Linked DNA regions of Mus musculus: all the other regions are linked to region 2. A link is a contact called in public Hi-C data. All regions are on one chromosome and are shown on one strand. The core of a region is the stretch at or near the end of the contact, and the rest is flanking DNA. Distances in the headings are between cores, read along the strand shown.

Region 1 (3,581 bases), core at 545-3,044, 300 kb after region 2:
AGTTAACTGTTTTGTTTGTTTGTTTGTTTGTTTTGCTTTGTTTTTCTTCTACTTTAATTAGAGGCAGAAACTGTCTTCTGATTTACCAGAAGCTCCTAATTGGAGTAGATATGGCGATACTAAAATGACCTTATGGTACAGTGTCAGTGCAACACTGAGCGGTTTGGAGACTGAAGCGTTCAATGACTACAAATAAGATCTGAGTCTGTGGTGAAACAGCTCGTTTTAGATGAGCTCTCCGGACAATGTTCTCAATTAAAAAAAAAAATAAAGCCAGAGAGTAAATAAAAGCTTCAGTGAAAGCAGAGCCGTGTACCACTTATTTACAAAAAAGTATTCACTCAACTAATCTATGCTGTACTGAGGAATCTTTGTAGTTCACCATGTACCTTGGAATAGTGAAAGCAGCATGTTTTAAATATTAATTTGGCATGTCTAGGTGTTTATACAGTACATGTATAGGGACCAGAGGACAACTTAAGAGGTAGTTGTCTTTTTCCATTATGTAGGGCCTCAGGGTTAACGTCTGGTGGCAAGCACCTTTCATCCACTGAACTCTCTCACCTACAATATTTTAATAACAGACTAATTGGGCCCAGAATAAGTAAAAGTCACCACAGCTACAGCCATGCCATGCCAGCTCATGAGTAGCCTTGGATAAACCACAATACTTCCAACCTTGTGTGTTGGATAAGCATAGAAATAACTGTACGGCCAAATTTATAGGACTGTTAACAGTCAAACGGGATCTGGGCGCCAGTGGGCATGTGCAATACATACAGATGGGACAGACTCCCTTTCCTTCCTGCTACAACCTCCTCCCTTTGAAGTCTGTCAGTAATTCCTTCACTGTGTTCTCACTAGAGCTGAAACTCAAGGAGCTTCTGTCAAGTGAGGGTGGTATGGAGTGGGACTGGGGGAGCCGGATGTCTCTGTGTCCTCTGCATGCACGTCACTCACCTTACAGTCACAATCTGACCTCCATCCAAGATGACCCCATTCATTTGGGCTATGAAGATGGCTGCCACAGCCTCGTAAAGGGCTGTGCCATCCATGTTAATGGTTGCTCCGACTGGGAGGACGAATCTGGTCACACGCTTGTCAATCCCTAGATTATCTTCCAAGCAACGGAAGGTAACAGGCAAAGTTCCAGCACTAGGGGCGAGAGAAGAGGAGAGAGAGAGAGAGAGAGAGAGAGAGAGAGAGAGAGAGAGAGAGAGTTAGTTTTAGAGGCAGGACAAAGAACTAACCAGAATGACACAGCAAAAAAAAAATTAGCAGTAACTAGGAACAATTCTAATTTAGCTGCTGATAGGCAACACAATATTTAGTTGGTTCAGGATTCTCAGAGCTACTCAGTGCCTGCCAAGTCCTCTGTCCTTCAGTCCCTGTTTCCATCTTAGGGTAAATCTTGAAGCACTTCTGATTGTGCACATGAATTGGGCTGAGAAAAAATTATGTCAGCTGTCAACAGCAAAACATAATGAGGAACTTTTGAATGACCCATAGTTCCATGCCAGAAATGCTATTCCAACAAAATGACTGCATGGACCGCATCCAGCCCCTGGGACTCATCTTGAGTTGGGCTCACTAACTGGGAGAATGCTGGACAAACATGTTGGACACTCTTTAGCATGAACACAAGCTTTGAACAGTCCACTGGGGAGCCTGACATACAGTCAAACTCCCAGACACATGGCCACCAGCCAACCCCCAAGTCTCTGCCATGACAGGGCAGGAAATCATGTGATCTGTAGCTAAAGGTGGTGTGGAGTGACTTCACTCTCAGGCGTCCCAGGCATCAGATGGTGATCCACCCACATGGCCCGCCCTTAGAGGCTGGAACATTTGACATGTTCCTACATCTAAAATAGGACACCTAAGAGAACAAGGCTTCCTCATGTCCAGACCATTGCATCCTTTTAGACAATAGTGCAGAAGAGATTAGAGTTTAAAGAATGTTTAAATCAAGCAAAGGAACCAAACAGCACTGGTTGCTTTATAGTTTGTCTTGCTTTCATTATTTTTATCCAGTTCAGACAGCATTTGGAGGTATTTTCAAGCCCTGGTCATAGTTACTCCCTCACACTAGTTATACATGGGGTGTCAACAAGACTGGTCACATTCTGAAGGGTCTCAGTTTCTCAGAGTGGGAGAAAAAGATGAGCTTAGAACTGTGCTGATTCCAAGGCCTACTCAGGACCAATAAATCTGGAAGCTAAAAAATAAGAGACACCCAAGTCCACATCTTAAACTGACCAAGGAGTCAACTTACCAGACAGAAAGAACATCTTTTGTGATTACAGTCAGGGCTCTGTAATACCTACTGTTGGTCTTATGGTAGGAGAAGTCAATTGAATAGGTGGTATGTGTGTTGGGTTGGGGGGGGGGTTGTTTACAAAAGCCTTATTAACCCAAGTAAAAAGTGAGGATTTGTTCTCATTTGCATGCAGGAGATACCGTGGTTCTGGCTTGCTGCCTCCGCTGTTTCTATTAGAAACCGGTGTCCTTGTGTTCCCCTCAATTCCTCTCCCCACTTCCTGGGACTGTTTCAGAGGGTTTCCTAGATACCACAACTGATCTAAGATGGTTACCTAGTCAATGTTGGTGGCTGGGATCCTCAAGCATATTGTTCAACGCTTACTCCCTGGATCACTAAAATGTATTAATTTTTCTTGTTGCGTCTACTTTTCCAAAATATCATCAAAGGGTCTTTGGCCACAGAGACTGGAGAAATGATTTGTGAAGCATGGAGACAGTCCCCATTCTTCTACTGAGCGGGTTTTATGGTTATGTCCTCCAAATCCACATAGACTCAACTGGCCCAGACTAGTCCTTGAGCACATTAGGGCTTTCCTGTGCTGACAGGATGACACTCTGGCATTGCTTTTTGGCTCCCATCTGAGAGGCCCAATGATGTTGCTAATAATAATGTCCAATATTGAGATTCTTCCTATGACATGATACACCCCCCAGCATGCTCTGAAGCCAGAAATTTGGAACACACTCCTCTCTGATGCCTGTCTCCATATTCATCAAAGAGCCAGTCAGTCACCCTCAGTGTTGCTATTGTTATGACGGCCCTGTTTGGAACCTTTGTGATGTAAAGTTTAAGTGGATACCGGCTATTTGGCCATCCTTGGGGCTCTTAAGCCTTGACTCTGTTTCTAGTCCCACCTCTGCTCCTTGATTGTCACCATGAGAAGCAAAGATCATGAGCTCCCACTGCTGTGGAAAGACTTGTTCATGTTTTCTCTCTTTCTCTCCACAGGAAGAGTAGAGAGGAAGTTGTCTTGTCTTTTAAAATTACCAGGATAACTGGCTATTCAAAAGAAAAACAATAATAATTTTTGAAATAATTTAAGGACAAATTCATGAAAGCATTATGTTATAATTGTGGATAGAAAAAATATTTGAGCAGAACTGAGTTTCTAAATTTAAAAAAAAAGTATTCACAGCTTTTAATATAATACAAATAAAATACTTTCAGTGCCAAAAGTTAGTATTTATTTCCAAGGCAGATGTCTAGGAGGGAGGTTTCTTATCTGTAGCATGTGATGTAAGAGTTAATAATTCATATG
Region 2 (3,825 bases), core at 914-3,413:
CTTTAATGTCAGGAGTAATGCAAATGTGAAGGTCTCTTGGTGGAGAGATTATCACAGGAGATTGATAATATGAATCATACAATGGCATCTGAGCCAAATGTAAAAATACAGGAGAGTCTATTTGAGAGAACTGATTTAATATTTGTCACAAATGGAGATGGGATTGTGGGAGCACTGTGTCCTTTTATTTCACCTCTCTGAAGTGCAATTCTATGTGGTAGATTAACATATGTGTGGTCATGACATGTTCTTTCTCATAATGCAAGGCTTGAGCTTTTTAATAACAGCAACATATTGAGACTTTTTAAAAAGCTGAGCTTTTAGATTGAGGCTGGCTTCTTATCTGTTTAGGAGTAAGAGTTTGTTGCCGTCCTAAACACATTTGTCTCTATGAGTTTAAAAAATAACTGTTGAGAGTTGCACTTGATAAGCATTCCTTAGCAGTTGTCTTCATTTGTTTAGTAAGCCATGAAAAGCAGTAATCAGCTCCATCACAATCCGAGATTTAAAAGCTCATTTTATTACTTGAAAATGTGTGTCGTGTATTAACTTCTGAACACGTGCCGAAAATTTTCATAACTACAAGAGTCCAATCATTGCAGTTTGGAATTGTACCATGTGTATGTGTGTTTGCTCTAAGTAGGCTCCCCTACGTCCACTTGATTTAATTAAGACTTTGATGGTCTCCTCATAGATAACAGTGTATTGAGGTGGTACAAAGACCTTTGCATCATTTCTACCTATCTAGAATCCTAATTCTTTTAGTGCACAAAGATTAGTTTGACTAAGAAAAACACTTTTAGAGCTGTTTTGTAGTTGTAGTTTATTTTAACTAGACTTCAGTTTGGAATTAAATGAGATTATTGGTGATAGTTAATGAAAGCCAGAGTAGACACGAGCGGAATGCCTCTGTTCTCCAGCCTCTTTGCTGATAACTTAGGAGTTAGGAGACCCATTGAATCTGTTTTCCCCTCATTTTTAAAATTAAAATTATTTACTTTATTTTGAATGTATAGAAGTTCTAACTGCATGTATGTCTGTGTACCACATTTATGCTTGTACCTCAGAGGCCAGAAGAGCTCCTCAATATTCTGGAACTAGAGTTACACATTGTTATAAGATATCATGTGAGTTTGGGACTCAAACCCTGGTCCTCTGGAAGAGCAGCAAGTGACGTACTAAGCTAGCTCACTAGCTCTCCAGCACATATTTATATCTGTTCTCTTGAGATAGCTTGAGATTAACTGCTCTCTAGTGCATTTGAAACACTCATCATCATTTGTAAAAGTGCTTTCTTAATGCTGCAGTTCTATATACCCGAGGTAAAGGTATATTAGGTATTTTGTTAGACTTATAAAATATATTCATGTGGAGTTGATACATCTGTGGTTGATCCGTCTGGTTTGTTGTGGTTGATCCCTAGGCTACCAGTAACCAGTAATTAATTGATGAGTTGCATTTAATGGACATTAAGGTACACAGAGACACAAAGTACCATAGCATAGTAGAAGCTAGCCTTAAGTTAGGCAGGAGGTCTGAACTACAGTCTTTTGATTGAAAATGTGAATGCTATACTAGGACATGTAGTTTAGACTCTCATTGTTGAGCCATTACAAGTGGCCATTCTACTTTTCTAGCTTTTTAAGACTGATGCCAACTGAAAGTCAGGTGACTAGAGATCAAATGAGTAGGTAGAGTCTAAACACTGATGGCTTGATTGGAATGGGGAATGCCTTAATATCCATGGACATCTGTGGGTGGACTTCTCAATCCAGCCCTGTATTTATTAGACTTTGGTCCTTTTGGTTGTGGGTGAGAGGTTGTGTGTGAATTGCTGCCTCAATCCTACAGAACCTTAGTGATTGGAACAGAAAGAATTGGACCTGCAGACCTTCCTTTGGAAGGAAATTGATTAGCACCCAGACCATGGAAGACCTGAGAAGACACACATTTTCCACTAACAAAAAAATTATTTTTTAAAGAAATGAAGACATTGTATAAGTGCTATTTCTGGTCTTTCAGAGAGAAGTGAAGAGCAGAGAGTTTTCCTGTGACTATTGTATACTTGAAAGGACTGAAAATGCCTTTATTATGAGGCCATAGGCATTTTCCACTTGAAACTACAGTAAACTCAGTTGGTTTCCAAAAGGAAATAAATATCTGACTTCCTTAAACGTGTGTGAGATGCTCTTGCTTTTAACCCTGTAACATTAACAAAGAGATGGCAAGCATAATGTGTCCTCCTCATGTTTGCAATGGGTGCAGCCTGTGCCACAGACCTCTGAGAGTCCTTTAGGACAAAGACATTCCATTGATGACTTCTGGGGATGGCATTTGTTGCTCTGGCATTCTGCCAGAATAACTTTTATATAAGTTGTAATGTAAAAGACTCACGCATTTCCAGTGAGGCCCTAAACAGTGAAGCCTCTTGGGAAGGATGCTGGATGGTTGTATAGTGTGCCCTTTAGGTACCTAAGGAGAAAGTAGTTTCTTAACTATGCTTTCCTGGAGGTCTCCTGAGTCAAGGGGATGTTTTTATAGCACCTATTGGGATCTAAGGTCTGCTTAACTCCTAGGTTTTCCTGCCCAATACAGTTGTACATTGAATAGCATAGGATTAGAAGTTAAGTTATTAGATCTGATCCTGATTGTTATGCTATAGGATATTAGAGCCCTATCTTGTTTTTGTTCTGTGTCTTTTAGCCATGAAAAGGGATCTGAAAGTATTCTAAATATTTAAGTTATTTAAGTATTAATGTTTTGTTTTTCCGTAGTCACTTCATTTCCAATTTGCAGTATACTTTTGGTGTGTCCTTTTTCAATAGATTGTGAGGGACATTGTATGTGTGTGTTAGTACATGAGTGTGTGTAGTATGAATGTATGTATAGTGTAGTATTTGTGTGTGTGTAATATTTGTGTTGGTATGTGAATGTGAGTATGTAGCATTTTTGTGTGCCTGTTTGGTTAATCTTTTCTGTTTTTAATTTCAGCGGATCCTATTAAGGTCCTAATGCCATCACTGTCTCCTACGATGGAGCAAGGGAACATTGTGAAATGGCTGAGAAAGGAAGGTGAGCAGCTGTGTTCCTGATGTTCTTCCCTGCTGGATGACTTGATCATTTGGTTCCTGTTGCACCATGTAGTTTACGTAATGCATGATAGGAAGGAAGCAGATGTGTTTCTTTGCTAGTTGGTGTAGATTTGTGTGAATAAACACTTACCATATTGGTATATCAGACTCTTTTCACTGTCACATAATGGTGAACTCTTCAAGGCTTTCCCTTCCAACTTTTAGTTCTTTTTTGTGGCTTTTAGGTTCAAAATCATTCTCATGCTGCTTAACTTAAAACCTTATTGTGTGTGTCTGTGTCTGCATATGTTCCTGGAGCCAGGAAAGTGCTTCCAATAGAAAGGACAAATAAATAAGAAAGAATATAAGGGGCACTCTTAAAAAAGAAACAACAGCAACAGCGGAGGACTGGCTTGCTACTTACTGGGCCCTAAGCCTCTACAGTTAAATCTGCGGTAGGTGCTTCAAAACACAGACTGGTGGAACTGAATAGAAAATGGAGCAGTAAATACTCATGGATGTTTTAAGTGTGAAAACACACAGTATTATATTCATTGTTTGTGTTGTGCCAAGACTAAATTATCAATAAGTCAGATACTGTATAAAAATAAAAACATTTGTCACAAGTACTAGGAAAAAGCTTGATAGATTCTTATATAGCTGACAGTGTAATGAATTCTCTGCCTCTCAGAATCTATAGTCAAGAAGGCAGTAAGTGTTAAATTTGATGAAAAAGTTTTCGTAGAGCTTGAGA
Region 3 (3,904 bases), core at 966-3,465, 330 kb after region 2:
ATGTAATGTGACTGTCCTGTGAATTGTTAATCTCTGAGGTTGAGAAATATTGACAAGGACACCAGTGAGGTCCATATATATTCACTGCAGGCATAACTTTGTTTGTTTAACATATTTTTGACTGGCTGAATTGACAGATATTGAATCAGTATTGCATATGAGGTGCAGAGTTAGGGTGAGGGATTTATGGTTTATGATTTGTTAGCACCTTGGACTAAGGGAAGAACAAAAGTTCTTCAAACGAAAATGTACCACATAATTTTTCTGGGTAGGTTATGATGTAAACCTCTTCTCTTTCTCCCCATAAAGTACAGTATCTGTCTCTTACTAATGGACTGCAGAGTTGGGTCTGGTCTCAAGTAAGGTACAAAGGGGCGAGGGAGGAATGATTTGAGGGTCTTAGAGTGATCCACGTCTACGGAATCTACGAGACACCTATAGAAGCAAGGGAAGGAGCCTTCTGCAGTCAAACATGGAGTAAGTAGTTTATCCTATGGATATACAAGCCTTCAGAATGATGCATAAAGGAATCACGAGAAAGGATGTCTTAAGTCTCTTGGCCTACAAGTCAACAGGATTCCCAGGTAGCACCTAAGGATGCTGCTGCCAAAGGCATCTAGGTCTTTTACATGTAGCAGGAAGTCGTGGTACCACTTTTTATGAACATCATGGAGTCATTCTAACAGATCCACACACAGACAGCCCTGGAAGTGGTAAAAAGTCACCATATTGGCCACTGGATCATCAACGCTTGACTCCTGAGCATCTCAGTTAAAAGGCTCTTATTCCAAGTGTACTGGAAAAAAAGTTTCACTCACACTCAATTTGTAAAAACTTCAATTTGGGGCGTGGCAAATGTTTTTCCTGCATCAATACTTACATGGTCAACTCAGAATTATGACACGCAAACAAAGATCACATCTGTCTTTGTTGGATCCTCTATAATATGGCATGCACAGTGGCAGCCATTTATTGGGTATTGAGTAAAACTGGAAGATTGAATTAAACATTAGGACAAAATGCAGTAATGGGGTTAGATGAGGTCTACAGTGTTTCCTGAAAAAGACCTCTGGACTCACATACAGAGAGGGGCTTTGAGTGAAGACAGAAATGTCAGGCTTTTTGTGTCCTGCACAGTCTTGCCTTCTTCCTCCACCCACGATCTCCCAGTTTTTCTGAGGCTACGTTCAGCGTACACTGAGCCTTTTGTACCTTACTTGAGACCAGACCCAACTCTGCAGTTCATTAGTAAGAGACAGATACTGTACTTTATGGAGAGAAAGAGAAGAGGTTTACATCATAACCTACCCAGAAAAATTATGTGGTACATTTTTGTTTAAAGAACTTTTGTTCTTCCCTTAGTCCAAGATGCTAACAAATCATAACTCTCTATCTGGAAGAGGTAAGGGCACCGTGCTGGCCACTGCATCATTAACATTTACTCCTGAGTACCCAGGTTAAAGGCCTTTCTTTCCAAGAGTCTCTGAAGAAAGCTTTGTTCCTGCTCAACTTACAAACCCTTCAATTTGAAGTTTGGCAAGGTTTTGTCTTGAATCAGTGGCTTACCTGGTTGGCTCAAGGCTGTTGCTTTTATGTTTGAACTAACCACACATAAAGGCAGATTGGTTTCATTTCAAAATCCATATTTTACATCTCTTAAAATATGAAAAACATAACCATTAAGTAATTCACCTCTGAGTGGTAGCTGTCAGTTAGAAATGAGAAAAAAAAAAACTTTCAACAAGACTCCACTACAACAGTCTCCACCAGTCTCTATTGCCTTCCTGATAAAAACACCAAGTATCAATTAACATTCTTCATCAAGAACTCTGTGATGCTTTTCTAGTGGAATATAAATTTTCTCTTGCCTGGCTCCTCTAAAATTGGATTCCCTCTCTGTACAGATGAAACCATCCTCAAACGTAAGCATCGGGTAGTTTAACAGTGAATCTCTTTTATTTTACCAAGGATGTCACATAATTTATAACTCTGAGTAGATTCCCTAGGGACAAATGTGAAAACAATATTGATCTCACTTCTGAGGCAATGCAGAAAGAAAGACCAACATGTGACTGGCAAGTTATAGGGGCTGGAGGGGCCTTCGTGTTCTTCTCTGCTGTCTCCTTATTATCAATGGTCTAAAAGTAGATCTCTCAAGAGTAATGACTCAGTGTGTGCTCAGACACCCAGCTATGACTTCAGCCTTTTCTTTACAAGTCTACCGTGGGGGTAGGTGCTATAGACTGTGTGCTGTGCTCACAGCCTATAAGAGCTGGCTTGACAGCAGGGCTTTACAGCATCTTTTACGGGAGATGTTTTGTACACTGTGAGGAATGCCTTTAGTCAGTGTTTGGACAATGTTGACTAACTTGCTTGTTGTCAAGTAGCTGAGAAAGGGTAGGCCTGGGAATCACAGCTCTTGTCTGTCTCCATCAAAGCCCGGTTCTCTTCACTGTGCATGGTGACTAGAAGAGCCTAGATCTTTAAGATGAGAATAATGTCCACATGTGTTGTTTCCTTAATGGGTCACAGAACTGATCTCAATTATCCGTGTGTGTGTGTGTGTGTGTGTGTGTGTGTGTGTGTGTGTGTGTGTGCTTGCAAGCGTGTGTGTAAATAAGGATTGCTTTGTTTTATCTTACTGCTCTCAAGCAAACTTCTCATTCTCCAGCCTTACTAAGACACCCGTGTCAAGCTCACAGCTGCTGATTCACCCACAAAACTCACTTATGAAAAGCAAGACAACTTCCTCCTAACATGACAGCCACTTGGGTGGCATCAGGGCATGTGCTTGAGACCTAGGGATGGCAATGGTGTTTGCATAAGCAGGGGTAATAGGATGAAGTCACCAGGATTGGCCCACCAAGGCCACTCTAACCTGTCATCACCCCTTACCTTAGGTTCTCCGAAGATCTTCATCCCAAGCTTGACATTAATTCACTCTGGCTAAGAGTAATGTTCAGACCAGTTTGAAAGTACTGTTTTCCTCTGAGTGGTCAAGATACTAGGTTTTGGAGAAAGAATGACAATTTTCCATAACTTAGTCCCAGTACTCTATGGCCATGCAAAGCAAAAGAGCATCTGGGCCCTTCAGCCCTTCCCCAAAGAAGATGCTGATGAAATATTTCTTGACACTCTCAGCACAACTCTCTCTGAAGGAGACCCAGATAGATTCGGTCAGTAAACCGTGATCTTTTATTTAAACCTATTTTAACATAAGATACATAAACATGTAAAAATATACAAATTACCATGTGACACTTGAATACCTAAACATACTGTGAAATGTATAGATTGAATTAAACATACATATCTCCTCAAGTATTTGTCGTTTCTTTTGGAGGGAAAGCATTAAAAAGAATCCTACAGCTTTTTAAAATGTATTGCACATGATTATTTTTCTCTCTTGAGTAGTTGTTCTTAGTTGTTAGGGATTAGTTCTAATGTTTTGTCTTAATACAGATAATCACATGGGAATCTACACGGCCAGACGCTGAGGATCCCTGTCCCCAATTGATTTTTGATTGGTCAATAAAGTCACTAAGAGCCAATGGCTAGACAGGGAGACAGGAGTAGGACTTTTAGGATTCCCAGACAAGGGATGAGGGGAAGAAGAAGGAGCAGAATTGCCATGATGGGGAAGCAGAGAGATTGGATTTAAGAGCTGCAGGAGAGAAAGCATCCAGCCACATAAAGGTCAGGGAAGCAGACCCAGGGGCCACTTTGGTCTGGGGTAGCAGAGAGGAAATATATATTTAGCAAATATTATCAGGAGTATTGGAGGGGAGTGCATTAGCCACTTGAAGGTTCAGGAGTGGCCCAGTTATTGAGCTAGTTAAAGCTTATCAAAGTATAAAGGGTGTGTGTGTGTGTGTGTGTGTGTGTGTGTGTGTGTGTGTGTGTG

Evidence for each region. A called contact is a pair of places that touch in the nucleus more often than the background predicts.
Region 1: a contact with region 2 is called in a Hi-C map of bone marrow-derived macrophages, with 23 read pairs. The contact joins two enhancer-like sites. A contact is called at or near these places in 1 of 15 datasets of contacts at CTCF or cohesin (the NIH/3T3 cell line), 1 of 484 Hi-C or Micro-C datasets (bone marrow-derived macrophages), 2 of 115 datasets of contacts at active chromatin or transcription factors (CD8 T cells and regulatory T cells) and 2 of 9 other capture datasets (adipose tissue and pancreatic islet).
Region 3: a contact with region 2 is called in a Hi-C map of bone marrow-derived macrophages, with 31 read pairs. The contact joins two enhancer-like sites. A contact is called at or near these places in 2 of 15 datasets of contacts at CTCF or cohesin (CD8 T cells and the NIH/3T3 cell line), 2 of 484 Hi-C or Micro-C datasets (Th2 cells and bone marrow-derived macrophages) and 1 of 115 datasets of contacts at active chromatin or transcription factors (effector CD8 T cells).

The regions. Positions count from the first base shown.
Region 1 is chr2:102,758,589-102,762,169 of GRCm38.p6, reverse strand. Slc1a2 (solute carrier family 1 (glial high affinity glutamate transporter), member 2) reads right to left here. Exons shown (of 11, transcript NM_001077514.4): 8 at 961-1,155. Among named protein-coding and RNA genes, the nearest start is that of Gm13872, 14 kb to the right of the region's middle. Within about 2 kb of position 1,794, at least 50 of the 459 cell types and tissues checked have an H3K27ac peak or open chromatin away from gene starts, as enhancers often do. A contact at or near this core is called in bone marrow-derived macrophages, where this site is marked.
Region 2 is chr2:103,057,744-103,061,568 of GRCm38.p6, reverse strand. It overlaps Pdhx (pyruvate dehydrogenase complex, component X), which reads left to right. Exons shown (of 11, transcript NM_175094.5): 2 at 2,992-3,072. Among named protein-coding and RNA genes, the nearest start is that of Pdhx, 14 kb to the left of the region's middle. Within about 2 kb of position 2,163, at least 11 of the 459 cell types and tissues checked have an H3K27ac peak or open chromatin away from gene starts, as enhancers often do. A contact at or near this core is called in bone marrow-derived macrophages, where this site is marked.
Region 3 is chr2:102,723,587-102,727,490 of GRCm38.p6, reverse strand. All of the region lies in intron 1 of Slc1a2 (solute carrier family 1 (glial high affinity glutamate transporter), member 2), which reads right to left. Among named protein-coding and RNA genes, the nearest start is that of Gm13872, 21 kb to the left of the region's middle. Within about 2 kb of position 2,215, at least 21 of the 459 cell types and tissues checked have an H3K27ac peak or open chromatin away from gene starts, as enhancers often do. A contact at or near this core is called in bone marrow-derived macrophages, where this site is marked.